Linked DNA regions of Mus musculus: regions 1, 2 and 3 are each linked to region 4. Evidence: chromatin contacts called from public HiCAR-type and promoter capture Hi-C data. All regions are on one chromosome and are shown on one strand. Each heading gives the region's core, a stretch centred on a gene start, on an enhancer-like site or on the middle of the called end of the contact. The rest is flanking DNA. Distances are from core to core; before and after follow the strand shown.

Region 1 (4,057 bases), core at 253-2,752, 540 kb after region 4:
ACACAGAAGCTTTTTGTGTGGCTGTCAGGGGCATAGTGACAACCAGTGCTGTGTTTGGACACATTGGTGCTAGAATTACTGATTTAATTCTAAGATAATTAAAACTAATTCGTCAAGGCCCCTGCCATGTCTTTGCTTAGAGCAGCAGTTCTCAACCTATGGATTGTGACCCTTTTGGGGGTGTTGAATGACCCTTTCACGTGGTTCACATATCAGATATCCTGCATACCAGATATTTATATTAACAGTTCATAACAGTAGCAGAATTACAGTTAGGAAGTAGCAATAAAAATAATTCTATGGTGGGGGGTCACCATTATATGAGGAACTGTATTAAAGGGTCACAGCGTGATTTACCTGCTCATGCCTACCAGAATATGCTTTGAATGTCCGCCCCTACGGGGGGCGGTGGGGGGGGGAGGAAGCAATAAAAAGGAACTGAGGTCCGTGTGGTGCAGCACAACTCTGCTGTGCTCACCCAGCCCCAGAGCCGAACCGCAGCGTTTCTTGATTCTGGTATTGGGAGATTTCAGACACCAACAACTGCATGGCTTCAGTGATGAAGTCTCTGGGTTCACAGTGGGCATGTGTTTGAATCCTGCTTCCAGCTGTTTTTCCACCCTCGGATCTTCTGTTTTGAATATCTCCCTATCCTAAGACCTTTATGTCCTACTGTAGTTTTTTGAACAAACCGTATGTATACTTGGTAGGTTTTTAATTTATTGTTTCTATTTCCCCCATGACTGTAAACATACTTGTTGCAAAAGTTGGACACAGAGTTGCCAGATCAACCTTGTACTAAGGGATCATTTCCCTCTCCTATGCAGTAATGTAAACATGTAACTAAAATCCCATAGGTCTGGCGAGGAGACTGAATGGATGGCCCTACTTAAATTTACCAGAATCAGTATGTGATGCAAGTGTCGACTGCAAGGAAGAATCTCATGCCTTAGTGGGATGGAGGCTGTATTCTGCTCCAGGGAGGTCCTCTGTTCTGCTTCTAAGTTGTAGAGATGTGTTTGCAGCTCCTTTTCTTCCATCCCTAAGTACTTAGGGAATAAAAAGACAGACTTATCATTGTTGTTTTATGGTTAAGACCAGGCGTCTGTTTGGAAATACCGTAATCATAATTAATGCTTAAGGGATGTCATTGAAACCACAGAGGGCTGTGCCGTGCTTTGGGGGGGGGGGGGGGGCGGGGGGGTGTGACTTGCCCAAGTTGGTCGATTGGCATCTTCCTGTGTGTCTTTTAGCCCCTGGCTTCTATATGATTTATGTGGGAAAAACATGTGTCTCTGTCACTCGTGTCATATTTTAAAATGTCTTTAAGCTGCTACAGTTATAACTTGTGATGGGAAGCAGAGAAAGGTGAGTCCAGGTGAGAGAACCATGTGTTAACATGTCAGATGTATGATGCTCTCTAGTCAGGTGATCCTCTGCCTGTCAGTGTTTGTAATACAGAACTTTTGTGACCAAGAGTATATATGGTATCACTTTCATTTTTGTTTTGCTGCTCACTGACCTTTCACACTAAGATGTTTCATTTTTCTCAGCTCACTGTTCTGCCTTCATTACTGTCTGTGTACTTGTGCTTTAAATAAAACTCTAGTTTTGTGTCCCAGTGGTCGGTTCCATCATGTATATAACATTTGCCTCTAATGTAGTGAGATTTTTCTGTTGTTGTTTTTATTTATGTATACATTTGTTGGTACAGCCTAAACTTTATGGAAATAAGCAACCCAATAAATTCAGCTAATGGGTGTTGATGGTGTCTCCAGTGAGCGCCTGTTCAGTCACACTGTCTTTTCTATATTTGGATCTGACAACCAGTTTTCAGTTAATAAACTATTTTCTGCAAAGTAGCTGTTTTTGTAACTTTACCAATTTAAAAAAGCAGGTCCCAATTTGAAAAAAAAGAATCAAGTTGTTGGCCTGGTATACTGCAGTGGTCCTGGGATATTATCACTATGTACAGAGCCAGGGACTCCATATACATGCATGTAACCATGAAGGGAACAGTACTGAAAGAGGAAGCATTTATACACACAGCTATTTACACAAGCAGGTAATAAAATTCTTTTGTAGCTCTGTAGCTGGGTTATTCATGGTCTTCCTGTAGTTCCAGGCCAATTTATGGAATAGGATGTTCCACAGCATTTATTTGTTTGTTTATTTATTGTGGGAGGGTATGCAGGCGTGTCTGTGGTGTGTGTGTGTGTGTGTGTGTGTGTGTGTGTGTGTGTGCCAACAAAGTCAAGTTCTTGTCAGTTGCTTCACCACTTAACTTTTGAGACAGGATCTCTCCGTGAGCCAGGAGCTCGAAATTTTAGCTCAATTTCCTGGCCACAGAGCCCTTAGGATCCCTTTGTCTCACATCCCTTTGTCCAGCGCTACATGCGAGCACTGAACCAGGTTTATGTTTATAGAACCCCCTTTTATTTTATTTTTTCCATGTTTGAGACAATATGTACCTCAGGCTAGCCTAAAATTAACCACATAGCAGAAGGTGGACGTGAATAACTTATCCTCTCCAATCTACCTCTCATGTAACAGGAGAGAGAGGAATGAGAGAGAGAGAGAGAGAGAGAGAGAGAGAGAGAGAGAGAGAGAGAGCCAGCGCAATGCAAACACCAGGTTCGTTTTCTCTCTGTATGTAGACCTCTGTTAGCCCCTTACCTCCACAAAAGGATTCCATGCTTTGTAAACGCATACAGAGTTGTACAGATCTAAATACGTAGCGGCAAATTGGAGAGACGGTCCAGCAGTTATTAGCACATGCTTCCAGAGGACCTGGGTTTGTTTCCCAGCACCCACGGCGCCCCTCACAACTGCCTTTACTCCAGTCCCAGGGGATTTGACATGCCTTCTGGTCTCTGCAGGCACCAGGTACATTCGTGGTGCACAGACATACGTGCAGGTAAAACCCTGATACACATTAAAATTATGTATGCCGTAAAGCTGAGCATCATGACACACACATTTAATTCCAGAATTCAGGAGACAGACAGGTGGATCTCTGTGAATTTGAGGCCAGCCTGGTCTACAAAGTGAGCCCAGGACAACAAGGGCTGTTCTACTGAGAAACCCTGTCTCGGAAAACAAAAACAAAAGAAATATATATGTCAGATCCTAGGTTTCCTTATTTTCAAAAACGTGTTTTTAGGTAGGCATCTTCATATGTTGTTTATTACATTTAGCATGTTTTACATTCCTCGTTAAGCAAAAAAGAAATAGTTCCTCAGTGCTTAATCCCAGACATCTTTGTTGAGTCACTAAAATTATTGGAGGAGGAGGAGGAGGAGGAGGAGGAGGAGGAGGAGGAGGATAGGAGCTGGGTGTGTGTGTGTGTGTGTGTGTGTGTGTGTGTGTGTGTGTGTGTGTGTGTAGCTCAATAGTTAAAGAGTATACGTTGCTCTTCCAGAGGACCTAAGTTCAGGTCCAAGCATTGGTGTCGAGCAGCTTATAACTTAGTTCTAGGGGATCTGATACCTCTAGCTTCAGAGGGCACTTGCAAACACACACACACACACATACACGATTAAGAATACATTTTTTAAAACACCTGAAAATAGAATGAATATTCACAACTACTTTGCTAAAATAAAATGTAAATCTATTGCATATCTGAGTAATTCACCAGTCTTCTGAGCTGAATATTCCAAATAGAGATGGCTGCGTCATTGTAACAGCAATGTGGATGGTCTAACTAAAGGTTATGCCTGTTTTCATAGTAATCAAGAAACAAGAGATCTGTCTTTGAATACGTTTGCAATTTGTATATTTATGGTGAATCTTATTTTGCTTATTGGGAAAGAACATTAGGACTCAAGCTGACTTAGGTACAAGTCTTTAAATTGTTTCTATTTTTAAAATTTAAAAGTGATTTTTAGTTGACTAAAATGGTTAATATGTATAAAATACACGTTAGTTAAAAGATAATTTTGAAAGTAAATATTGGAAATGGCAAGTATTCAGAAAAAGACTTGTTTTTAAATGGAAGTAAAACCAGCATTTGCTTTATTTCGCATTCTAATGCATTACATCTGGTATAGCAATA
Region 2 (3,712 bases), core at 314-2,813, 590 kb after region 4:
GTCAATTATATTCAGTGGCCACTGATCAGGACTTTACAATCATCTGTAAAAAAATTTTTGTGCACACATAAAATGCACTGGCCTTAAATTACAGACTCAAAAAAGAACAGCTAGGCTGAGTTTGGTTTCTTAGTCTCTTAAGAAAGATACACGTAAAAAACACAGACTTAAATCAGAAATTTAGCTCTGCAAATTCCTCATGCACTTCATTAAATGAACATTTTTTTTTTCTAGGACTTAAGTTGTTAATACCAACATTTAGCATAACTTTTAATTTACATCATCAAGATGTATTTACCAAATATATCAACCTTTTGTAAAGTATCCACATAATCAGTGCTAGGAAGAAAAATAAAATTCTATAAAAAGCACTCTCCGTTCATTTAAAAAACAAATTCCAGCATTTGCTGTGCTGGTGAAAGAAAGAAGGAAAGAAAGAACCAACCAACCTAACAAGTATCTACTCTGCGCCATATATTGTGTAAGATGTGTCCCCAAAAATGTTTTTTAATGAGCATTTTTATGTACGTGGAGGCCAACAGTCACAAAACTAGTAAGGAAACCTGGACTCCTGGTTCCTTTGTGTGTGTGGTGCATGTGTGAGCAGGGCAGGAAAAGGCATCAGATGCCTTGTGCTATCACTCTCTACCTTCTTCCCTTGAAAACAGGGTCTCTCACTGAGCCCGGAGCTAGGCTGCCACCCTCACCGATCCTCCGTCTCTGCCTTCCCTCAGCTCTGGGGTGCAGGTGTCTGTCTTCGGCCATGGATGCCGGGAGATTCCAACACAGACCCTAATGCTTGGGCAAGTGCTCTTACCGGCTGAGCCACCTCTCCAACCCCAAGCCTGCTCATCTCTAAGTTTAGAAATAAAAGTTTTGCATTTGGCCACGCCGGAATCACAAGACAAACTCCTCGACCCTTGAGTTTCATTCAAGTAATCACACGGGATTGGGGATGGAGGGGGCGGGGGAAGGAAAACTAATTTAACAAATGTGCTCTTTAAAAACGTGACCGCGCATAGCGGTAATTCCAGCCCTCTGGAAGATGAGGCAGAAGAACCCCGAGTACCCGGCCAACCAGGGCTACACAGCCCGACCCTGACTCAAAACAAAACAAGGCGCGAACGGGATTGCGGAAGTAGAGAACTATTGTTGAGCGAAGACACGAGCTCTAAGCAGATGCCGGGTGGAAAGGACTCGCGTCTCCCACGGCTGGGGCTGGAGCACGGCATGGGCGAAGCCGAGCTCGTACCGAAGGCTATCAAGGCCACCCTGAGAAAGGGTCAGGGTGACCCAGGAGTCCCCGCCCGCGCGCGGGGTGGGCGAAACCCAACGGGAAGTGAGAAACCCTCGCACACTATGCCGCGCGAGGCCGCTGCCCCGTGGCCAGCGTTCGGGCCACCCTTCTCTTGGCGTCACCAGTCCTTTTTACTTACCCGGAATGCGAGGAGCCTGGAGAAAGCTCGCTGTCCGGTCGCAGCCGTGCAGGGGGGCGCGCCCACGCAGAACCCGGCGAGAGTGCAGCAATGCACCGCGCTACAACCTTCCCGCCGGCACCAACTTCCGCCTCCTGACTGACGGGCCCCCTGGAAGCGGAAGTCCCGCCTATCGACTGGACGCAACGGACGCTACCCCAAGTGATTCGTAGTTTAAGCGTTTCTTCGGCCGGAAAGGGTTTCCCTTCCGAAGAATGACAGTCGAAGAGGCTCACGGGAGATGCAGGCCGTACAATTGGGGGCGGAGCCAAACGCTGATTGGCAGGAATAGAGCAGGGTCCCTAGCACCTAAATTGATTCTTTTTTTTTCCCCTTCAGGTTTGCAGGAGATTAGCTGTCTGTCTGTCTGTCTGTCTGTCTGTCTGTCTGTCTGTCTGTCAGGATTTATTTAACCCTGATGTTAATCCACTTCAGTAGAGCTTCAGAGGGAGGTTGAGCACACTTTCAGGTTTTAACAACCATCCCAGGAATATTTTTGTTGTTTACCGTCTGAGTCAATAATTATACACAAGGTGAGCACTAAATAGGTACAAGTTTTCACTAGTGTGCATAATCTGAATTTTAAAAATGAAAGTGTCGGCTGAGAGCAGTGAGGCATGCTTTTGATCCCAGCACTCTTGGAGGCAGAGACGGATCTCGGATCTCTCGAAGTTTGAGGCCATCCAGGTCTGCATAGCAAACTCCAGGACAGTCAGGATTACACAGAGAAACCCCCGACTCAAAAGCAAACAAACAAAAGAGTGAACGCCACACCAAGATGCTACTGGAAGTTACCCTATGCTGCATAGCCTCACGCTAAATCCAGACGTTTACCTTAAGACGTAAAAGCGTTTGCCAGGCGGTGGTGGCGTGGGGGGGGGGGGGGGGGGGCAGAGCCAGGCATAGCTCTATGAATTCAAGGCCAACCTTCAAAGCGAGTTCCAGGACAGCCAGGGCTACCCAGAGAAACCCTATTTGCAAACAAACAAACAAATAAACAGAAATGCAAAAGACATAAATATGTTTTAAGGTGTATTTGTTCTGTGATTATCAACCACTCTCCACAACTTGCACCTGTGCTCTTAATTAATATTTGGGATGTTGGAGATGTAGCTAAATTGGTAGAGTCCTTGTCTAGGACACAGGAGGCCCTGAATTTGATACCTCACACCACATAAAATTGGGCATGGTAGTGTATACTTCTTAATCCAGCCTTGGGAATTTAGTGGGAAGAGGATCTTTTGTCCAAGGTATGTAGCTTGAACAAGGAACATAGCAAGTTTAAGGTCAGTATTGACTACTTAAACCTTATTTCTAAAATAATAATTGATGTTTGCTAATGTTTACAATGCACAGTCCAGGACTGAAACAGTAAGTTCAATACCAAAGATTTACTTAGTTCACAGAAAAAAAAAATTGTTGCATGTTTTCCACGTGCTAGGTGCTTGCTCTACATTAGTTTATGCCTTCCTGTGATTTGTATATGGGAAGCAGAGGTGTTACTACATTGTATCCAGCAATGAGCTGAGCTAAAACCCCAAAACTCTACCAAATTCTTAACTTCTGAATATTGTCTTTGCCCTAGAATAGCAGTTTTCAACTTGTGTACAGGGATAACATATAAGGTATCCTTCATATCAGATATTTACACTATGATTCATAACAGAAGCAAAATTACAGTTATGAAACAGCAGAGAAAATAATCTTATGTCTGGAGTCACCACAACGTGAGGAACTGCATTAAAGGGTCAAAGTATTAGGGATTCCTCTGGAACCAGCTCATTGTGATTCCCCACCCCACCCCACCCCCGTTGAGACAGGGTTTTGATACACAGAGGCTGTCCTTGAACTCACTTTGTAGCCCAGGCTGCAGATGGGAAAACTCCTGTCTCAACTTCCTGAATGCTGGCACTTACAGGCCTGAGCCTTCACATCCAGTTCCAGTAACTAATGAAAATATAAAGCATGTTGGTAATAAAGTTTGAGTCTCTTCTGTGATCTGCTGGGAAAACACAGCTTTATTCAAGCTTTAAAATCCTAACAAATTCTTTCAGTTAAAAGGTCCTGGTGAGGCCGAGGCTGACTTAAAAAATAAATAAGATCTCTATTCTTAGGAGAATTTTTTTTTTCCTGTTGCGCAAGTAGTCAGTGCAAGAACCAGGGCACAGGAATCTCTTTAATTCCCAAACGGGGGAAATAAAAGGGTTAACAGCTGAAAATGTTTACTCCCCTGATCA
Region 3 (3,512 bases), core at 355-2,854, 690 kb after region 4:
GTATCTTTGTGTGTCTGTATGTGTGTAGGGTAGCTAGTGTAGGTACGTGTGTCTCTGGCTGTGTGGGCATGGAGGACTGCCCTGGGTGGTGTTCCTCTGACATTTTCTACCCCTTTCCTTTCTTTTTTGGGGGAAGAGTGGGGGTGGGGGTAGGTGGACACATAGTTTTTCACAGGGCAGTAGCTTACGGAGTAGGCAAGGCTGGCTGCCCAGTGAGCCCCAAGGAGCTGCCTGTCTCTGCGGTCTCAGCACTGTGCCACAGATACGCACCACTACGCCTGGCCTTCATTTAAAACGTGGGTTCCGGGACTTGAACTCAGATCCCTGTACTTGTACTGTAGGTACTTTCCCAACTACAGTGTCTGCCCGGCCTTTGCTCTCTTTTCCTAGACTTTGTCTTTCCCCTTTCTCTTTGTACCTTCTCTGCGTCTGTGGACAGAGCAGCTGCATTTCCTGAACAGGTGTTGGCTTCTCGGTCTGTCAGGGGCTTGTGTGATAGTGTTTTGTGCTGACAGGGCACTTGTGATTTGCTGCAGCTGCAGGTCCCAAGAATCTTTGATGATAACATAAAGATTTAACAGATTAGAACTACTGTTTGTGGGTTGGAAATGTAGCTCAGTTGGTAAAGTGCCCGGCATAAAGTGACCGGGTACTAAAATGTAGTCTCAGGCTGAGGGTGAGGGCAGAAGTTCAAGGTCATCTTCAGGCACATATCGAGTTTAAAGCTAACCTGGACTATATGAGATCCTGCCTTGACACCCAACTCTGTTCTTGGACAGACTGGCAGGAGGGATTTGGTGGCCTGGTCAGCTTCCCATGCTCCCGTGCTCCCACACTCCCATGCTCCCGTGCTCCCTCGTGATTACGTTTTGATGACTCTGTTGTCCTCTTGTCTTCTAGCCGCTTCCTGAGAAGTTTGTGGTGAAGGGTGTTGTGGATCGCTTCTCAGAAGAGTTTGTGGAGACCAGAAGAAAAGCGCTGGACAAATTCCTAAAAAGGATTACAGATCACCCCGTGCTCTCTTTCAATGAACACTTCAATGTGTTCCTCACTGCTAAGGTACAGGCAGGATTTTGTGTGTGTCCCTCTAAATGCTCGTTCTCAGGCTCCTCGAACACTGCTTTGCTCTTCCACGAGCCACTTCCACTTGTGGTCCCCTGAGCTGGACATCACAAAGGCCTTCTACTTTCCTGGTGCCCGTTGCATTGGCACAGTTTCTTTTAGAATCTGGCAGGATAATAGGCTGCACCCCCCTTTGCAGCAGCAATGAAAGTCAATGTTCTCACTTACCAAAAGCAGAAGTGCCCATTAAACACTTCTTGGCAGTGTTAGTAGGTTGGCAGGCTTACCAACAATAGGCACAAAAGAGAAAGCATTCCGAGTGTTTGGTAAGAGTGTTCTTCAGGGCTGGCAAGATGGTTCAGTGGGTCAGGTATTCACTACAAAGACCTAAGGAGCCAAGTGTTCTCTTCAGGGCCCATGTAAATGTGAAAAGATTCAGTTCTACAAGGTTGATCTCTGACCTCCACATGCCAGATACTTATACACCAAGGTGTGCACAAAGGTCCTTGCACCCACAGAGTACCAGGGAACCAGGAATATTAAACACAAAGAGTCCTCTCCTCAAAAGAGGAATTAGCTGTTTTTCAGCCAGAAGACTGGGAGTGGACATTGTTAACCATCTGGTGACTTTTTTTTTTTTTCTGTCTGTAGAGGTAGACCTCACCCACCTTTTGCTGTAGAGACAGACCTCACCCAAATCACCCAAAAATGTTTATCCCACCAGACTGTTAATCTTTAGTTCCCAGTTAATAGAACCCATTCTTAGGGGGGCTGTCACATGTGCTTTCTGGCCTCTGTGCTGGGTTGGTCAGAGAGCACAGCAGATTCTAAGCCTTCTAACGACAGAACCCACCGTCATGGCACTCGGACTTTTTAAACAGTGTCTGTGTAGTCACGCCTTAAGCTTTATTGTGCACCTGGAATTGGAGTGACTTTCCTGGAAACGTTTTCCCAAACTGTACTGTGTTTTAAATGTGCCAATAACGAATGACCTGGCATCAGACTCCCCAGGTTTGATCTAGGTTGATGACGTCAGCCTGAGCAGAGGTTGTTGTTTTTTTTTTTTTCTTCCTTTAAATTCATTTAATCTTCCCACTCACTTACATTTACTTCGTTGTTATTCATTAAGGCATAGATTTTGTTCAAGAAACCAGTAGGAATTCCCAGCACCACACTGGCAAAGCCAGCCTCCTTATCAAGTGGATTTTGATGGAGCCGAGTTTTTATTCTTACCTGTTCACAGTCACTTCCCTGTCTGAGCACCTGCGGAGTGGCACTCAAGAACCTTGAAAGTAACCAGCTTCATTTTTCAGGCAAGGAAACTGAAGTTCAGAGAGATTAAACGTGTTCAGTCAACATCACTAGGACTTGAAGTCGGGTCCTGTGGCTCGTAAGGCCCCTCTTTCTAGCTCACAAGGCCTGGCCATTGCTTGCTGACAACTCGGTTCCTCTGTTCCAGTCATTTGCCAGAAAAGCAGTTGCCTTCCAGTGTGTTCCTAGACTGTTCAAGCTCAGGTTGCTTGTTCACTGGCTTTGTGCTTCACTTGCTGTTGGCAGAACTGGCCTGAAATCTAAGGCAGTCCACTCATACTGTGCAGAAATGGGGTCACATGCTCAGACTCGCAGGCACTCAGCTTCTCCCAAGCCAACCCATTCAGTTCAGATCTGTGCATCAAGCCATATATAATGACAAAGGTTTGAAGTTTAGGTTTTGGGTTTTTGGTTTGGGTTTTTTTTTTGGGGGGGGGGTGTTAAAATGACAAGAAAACAGAGACATGTGTACAGATAGCAGCTGCTGACATTTAAGGCTCCCAGAAGATTCTGTTCTCTACTCATGGAAACTACCTGGCAAAGTCCAGTTTTTGTTTTTAGCTTCAGTCGGTGGCTGCCCATGCACTAGCCCCCCCCTACAGGTTGAACCTGTTTAAATGTAAGCATTTCTCAGCATACTGATGCTTGGGTGTGGTTCTTCCAGTTTCTTGTTTTCCCAAAGTGAAGGTTGGCTCTGAGGTTGCAGGTCCTTTGTTCCGAAGCCCCAGGCCATCCTCATTACTGATGAAGTAGGAGAGGGCTGTGGCTTGGATTCCTGGTCATTAGGACTCTGCATGAAGAGTCAGTGGGAGCTTGTGTGTATCTTGGAGAGAGATGAATTGAGACTTCTGGGCTAAACAGTGTGACAAAGATTTTATTTAAAGATGAGTAATAAGGTCCTTCAGTGTCTCCATCAAAATCCAGTTTTGGGCTAGAGAGATTGCTCAGTGGTTAAGAGCATCAACTGCTTTTCTGGAGGTCCTGAGTTCAAATCCCAGCAATCACATGATGGCTCACAACCATCCATAATGAGATCTAATGCCCTCTTCTGATGTGTCTGAAGACAGCTACAGTGTACTCACATATAATAAATAAATAAATCTTAAAAAAAAATCCAGTTTCATGCAAGGAAGTACAAG
Region 4 (3,617 bases), core at 331-2,830:
TTAAGAATGCTTTAAAAGTGGGCCTTAGAATTGATTAATCACAATCGTGGCATTTAAAACCCTGTGCTATTATTTCTATGTATGGATTCCATCCTGCTGTAACTCTATTAACCAGTAACTCTCAACAACTGGAAATTAATTTCGAAGCATGGTTCTTTCCCACTGATTTTTCACCAGTAGAACAAAGGACACTGCAAACCTTAAGGATTTTTTTTTTTTCCTTTTTCTTTTTTCGAGACAGAGTTTCTCTGTGTAGCCCTGGCTGTCCTGGAACTCTGTAGACCAGGCTGGCCTCGAACTCAGAAATCTGCCTGTCTCTGCTTCCCAAGTGCTGGGATTAAAGGTGTATGTCACCACTGCCCGTCATTTTTGGATTATTTTTTAAAAGTAACTTGAATAATAAACAGTTTAAACACAGAACAATTGTAAACAATATAGATGTATCCAGGCTGAAGAAACAAATGGAAACATTTACTACTAGCTTCTCCCAGTTGCGACTTAAAGTTAGAATACTCTTGTTTTTCCACCACAGGGATTCATTGAATTTGCCCAGCCTGGCCTGGAACCTGTGTGTTCAAGTTCAGGTAATTCTCCTGCTTCAGTCCCAGAAGTAACTGGGCTACATACAGGCTTCTCACACAGCCTAGCCTTCATTTCCCCATTTTCAGTATCGTGCACATGCATAATTAAACGTTTTAGTAATAGCAACATTTAACAGCTTTTTAAAAATGGAGTAACGTAATTTAACCCAGTATGACTAAAATCTATCATCCCAGCAAATAATACAAGATTTATGAATGAGATGGTTTGTCAGCGGTGTACTGGCAACACTTAACAGCCTAGCACTGCTCGAACTAGCTACATTTCCATAACTCTCTTGGCTACATCTTAGCCAAATTACACTCAGCTGCCCTAGAGAACGCACAATCTTGCGCGAATTCAGCATCAAGCGATTCTTCCAATTCTGAGTTTGGGGATTCCTTAAATAACACAGTCTCTTGGCTCCTCCGGATTTGGCCAAGATAAAGTGTAGAGGCGGCGCGTGCTGCTTAGAGACAGTGCAGGGGGGGGGGGGACCGCGGGCGCGGGCGGCGGCAGCGGTTGGTAGCTGCCGGGCGGCGAGCACGCGGGGGCAGCTCCACCCGTGGGCGCGCGGGCCGGCACCGAGGCGCGAGGGCGCCGCCCCGGGGGCGGGGGCACGGGCACCGGGCTCCAGAGGGCGGGGCAGGGCGGACCGCATCGTGCCGGGATTCGGACGCCGGCAGAGAGCACGGACCAGAACGCAGAGCCGCGGCGAGCGAAAGGGACGACGGCGACGGCGGCGGCGGCGGCGGCGGCGGCGGCGGCGGCAGCGGCAGCCCAAGGGTCTGGACCACGGGAGCCCGAGCGCGCGGCAACGGCCGCCTAGAGCGCGCAGCGCGGTCAGCCTGCGCTCGCAGCACACCAGCGCGCGCACGCTAAGGGGTGCGCGGTGCCGAGCGCGCGCCGAGTGGCCGGGGGCGCGCAGGCCCTGCCCGCCCCTTCCGTCCTCACGCCCGCCGCCCCGCCGGCCCTTCCTCTCCCACCTTCCACTCGCGGCCCGCGCCCCGCACCCGGCGGCCCCCGCGTCCTCCTCCCGCGGCAGCGCTGTCCGCGGCGGCCGGAGCGGGCCGGGCCGGGCCAGCGGGCCGGGGGATGGCGCTGCTGGACCTGGCCCAGGAGGGAATGGCCTTGTTCGGCTTCGTGCTCTTCGTGGTGCTGTGGCTGATGCATTTCATGTCCATCATCTACACGTGAGTTGGAGGGTCGGGGCCTCGGGGACGAGCTGGACTGGCAGGCGTGTGTGCGGTGGAGGGTAGCGTTTTGCGGGGATAGAGAAAGCTGATCCCCAAACGGCCCCCTAAATCGGTCTCCTTGGGGCGGTGCGACGCGGGGTCCTGGAAAGGGAATCGCGCTGGAGTCGCGACCCGACTCCTGGGTTGCAGGCGACTACCGAGCTCTAGGAGAGGAGCCTGCTTCTCTGTCTGGTGGAGGGTTGTCTACTTGGTTTGATTGTGTAGGAGATTCGTGTGATTTTTCTTCCCATCTGGGCGAGGATGTATGGTGTATTGTGAGGTTTTCCGCTCCCTCCGCGCCGGCCACGTCTCTATTATGGAGATGGTCCTTTACACTCTTCCGGGAGCTGATCACCACCACCCCAGGCTTCCCAGTGGATTACCTCCTTCCTAGAAGAGCTATGTGTTTAGCTAGGTGTGTAGCACCTGCCCGCCTTGAAGAAGGTCCGTCTCCGAGCCAGTGTTATAAAGCATCGAGTCCTGTCAGCGTGGCATTTCAGTATCATGTCTTTATTTATCTTTTTTCCAAGTCTTTATGTATTGGCTTGTTTGGAGTTACATCCTTAATCTGTTTTCCACACACATCTCTTCATTTGGCAGGTACCTCCTAAGGCCTACTAGATACCACCTGGAGTTGGGCTGGGGACATAGGTGAGAAAGCAGGACAAAACTCCTGCCCTCATGAAGCTTACATTCTAGAAGGATGAAACATGATAAAAATCTAAATAAGGTTATTCCCTATAAAGCTCATGACTAAAACAGAACAGAGTGAAGGGGCGGAGAGAGACATGACATAGGTGGCTGAGTTTTGATCCATCAATGAAATGTCTTTAAAATGAAGCCTGTTTAAATGTGTAGAGATGAACTCACTTGGCATTTTAGCCTGAAAGAGGAGGGAGGAAATTTATTTTTATTTATTTATTTATTTATTTTAAACTACCAGATAGGGATAGGCTAGAATAGGCTGTATGTTAATGAAAAACAGGGAAGGACGTTAGGCAGTTACTTTTTTTTTCCACTATAGAAAACATGTGCTTTTCTCCGATTGGTGTGCCATTTCCTGACGCCGAGAAAGACAACACCTGTATAAGATAAGCAGACAGGGTTTTGTGGGGTTTTTTTTGAAAGTGAAAGAAAACATACCCCGTTTGGAATTTAGAAATGTAAGCAGTATTCATTTTAACTACATGGGCTCTTTAAAAAGCAATAGTTATTTTATCAGGAATTTAGACAGTACAGAAAGGAATAAAGAAGATAGTTATAACATACTAAAACGTTACCTTGTTAACCATTTTTGCCTACCTTCCCAATTAGGTATATATATATCAGGCAGAAGAGGAGAGAGGAGATTGTACCATGTCATGACTGTTGTTCCATGGCCTGCTTTAAAATCTCCCCTACTGACTAAATGGTGTTTGATAAGCAGTACAGGGCACTGTTCTAGGTGCTAGAAGTTAAGCATGAAGAACCAAACACCCCAAGGCTGTTGCTTGTCGGGAGCTGCCTGCAAAGCAACCTGACTATTGTTTTTCTCCTATCAACAAATGTGTGAGCTCTCTCCATTAGTGTAGGAAGATGCATGGCATTTTGGCTTCTGAGCTTTTAATATTCATTTATTGTTTTTGGTAGGCAATTCAGTTGATTTAAGCAACACTTAAAAAGAAACAGTTATATTTGTATTTCTTAGCTTTTTCCTGTGCTGGGAACCAAACCCAGGGCCTTCTGTATTTTGGGCAAGTGCTTCATCCCTAAGATATATTGCTAGTTCCTGTGATGAATTCTTTTTTTTTTTTTCCCTCGAGA

The links. Promoter capture Hi-C pulls out the DNA fragments that hold promoters and counts their contacts. HiCAR-type assays count read pairs that join an accessible place to other places.
Region 1: a promoter capture Hi-C map of pre-B cells shows a contact between it and region 4, with 3 times the contacts expected there. The contact joins the enhancer-like site here to the promoter of Ugcg in region 4. A contact is called at or near these places in 4 of 39 promoter capture datasets (the C10 cell line, embryonic stem cells, hippocampal neurons and 1 more), 1 of 115 datasets of contacts at active chromatin or transcription factors (large pre-B cells) and 1 of 9 other capture datasets (embryonic stem cells).
Region 2: a promoter capture Hi-C map of pre-B cells shows a contact between it and region 4, with 4 times the contacts expected there. The contact joins the promoter of Inip here to the promoter of Ugcg in region 4. A contact is called at or near these places in 3 of 39 promoter capture datasets (hippocampal neurons, liver and pre-B cells), 4 of 484 Hi-C or Micro-C datasets (embryonic stem cells, erythroblasts and nephron progenitors), 1 of 115 datasets of contacts at active chromatin or transcription factors (astrocytes) and 1 of 9 other capture datasets (liver).
Region 3: a contact with region 4 is called in a HiCAR-type map of astrocytes, with 2.4 times the contacts expected there. The contact joins the enhancer-like site here to the promoter of Ugcg in region 4. A contact is called at or near these places in 2 of 39 promoter capture datasets (hippocampal neurons and pre-B cells), 2 of 115 datasets of contacts at active chromatin or transcription factors (astrocytes and double positive thymocytes) and 2 of 9 other capture datasets (adipose tissue and liver).

Annotation. Positions count from the first base shown.
Region 1 is chr4:59,727,594-59,731,650 of GRCm38.p6, forward strand. All of the region lies in intron 2 of E130308A19Rik (RIKEN cDNA E130308A19 gene), which reads left to right. Among named protein-coding and RNA genes, the nearest start is that of Inip, 54 kb to the right of the region's middle. Within about 2 kb of position 1,503, at least 20 of the 459 cell types and tissues checked have an H3K27ac peak or open chromatin away from gene starts, as enhancers often do.
Region 2 is chr4:59,782,292-59,786,003 of GRCm38.p6, forward strand. Inip (INTS3 and NABP interacting protein) reads right to left here and starts at 1,564. Exons shown (of 5, transcript NM_001013577.1): 1 at 1,437-1,564; 2 at 1-43.
Region 3 is chr4:59,878,322-59,881,833 of GRCm38.p6, forward strand. Snx30 (sorting nexin family member 30) reads left to right here. Exons shown (of 9, transcript NM_172468.2): 4 at 901-1,059. Among named protein-coding and RNA genes, the nearest start is that of Slc46a2, 35 kb to the right of the region's middle. Within about 2 kb of position 1,605, at least 39 of the 459 cell types and tissues checked have an H3K27ac peak or open chromatin away from gene starts, as enhancers often do. A contact at or near this core is called in astrocytes, where this site is marked.
Region 4 is chr4:59,187,970-59,191,586 of GRCm38.p6, forward strand. It overlaps Ugcg (UDP-glucose ceramide glucosyltransferase), which reads left to right and starts at 1,581. Exons shown (of 9, transcript NM_011673.3): 1 at 1,581-1,772. The coding sequence starts at 1,675.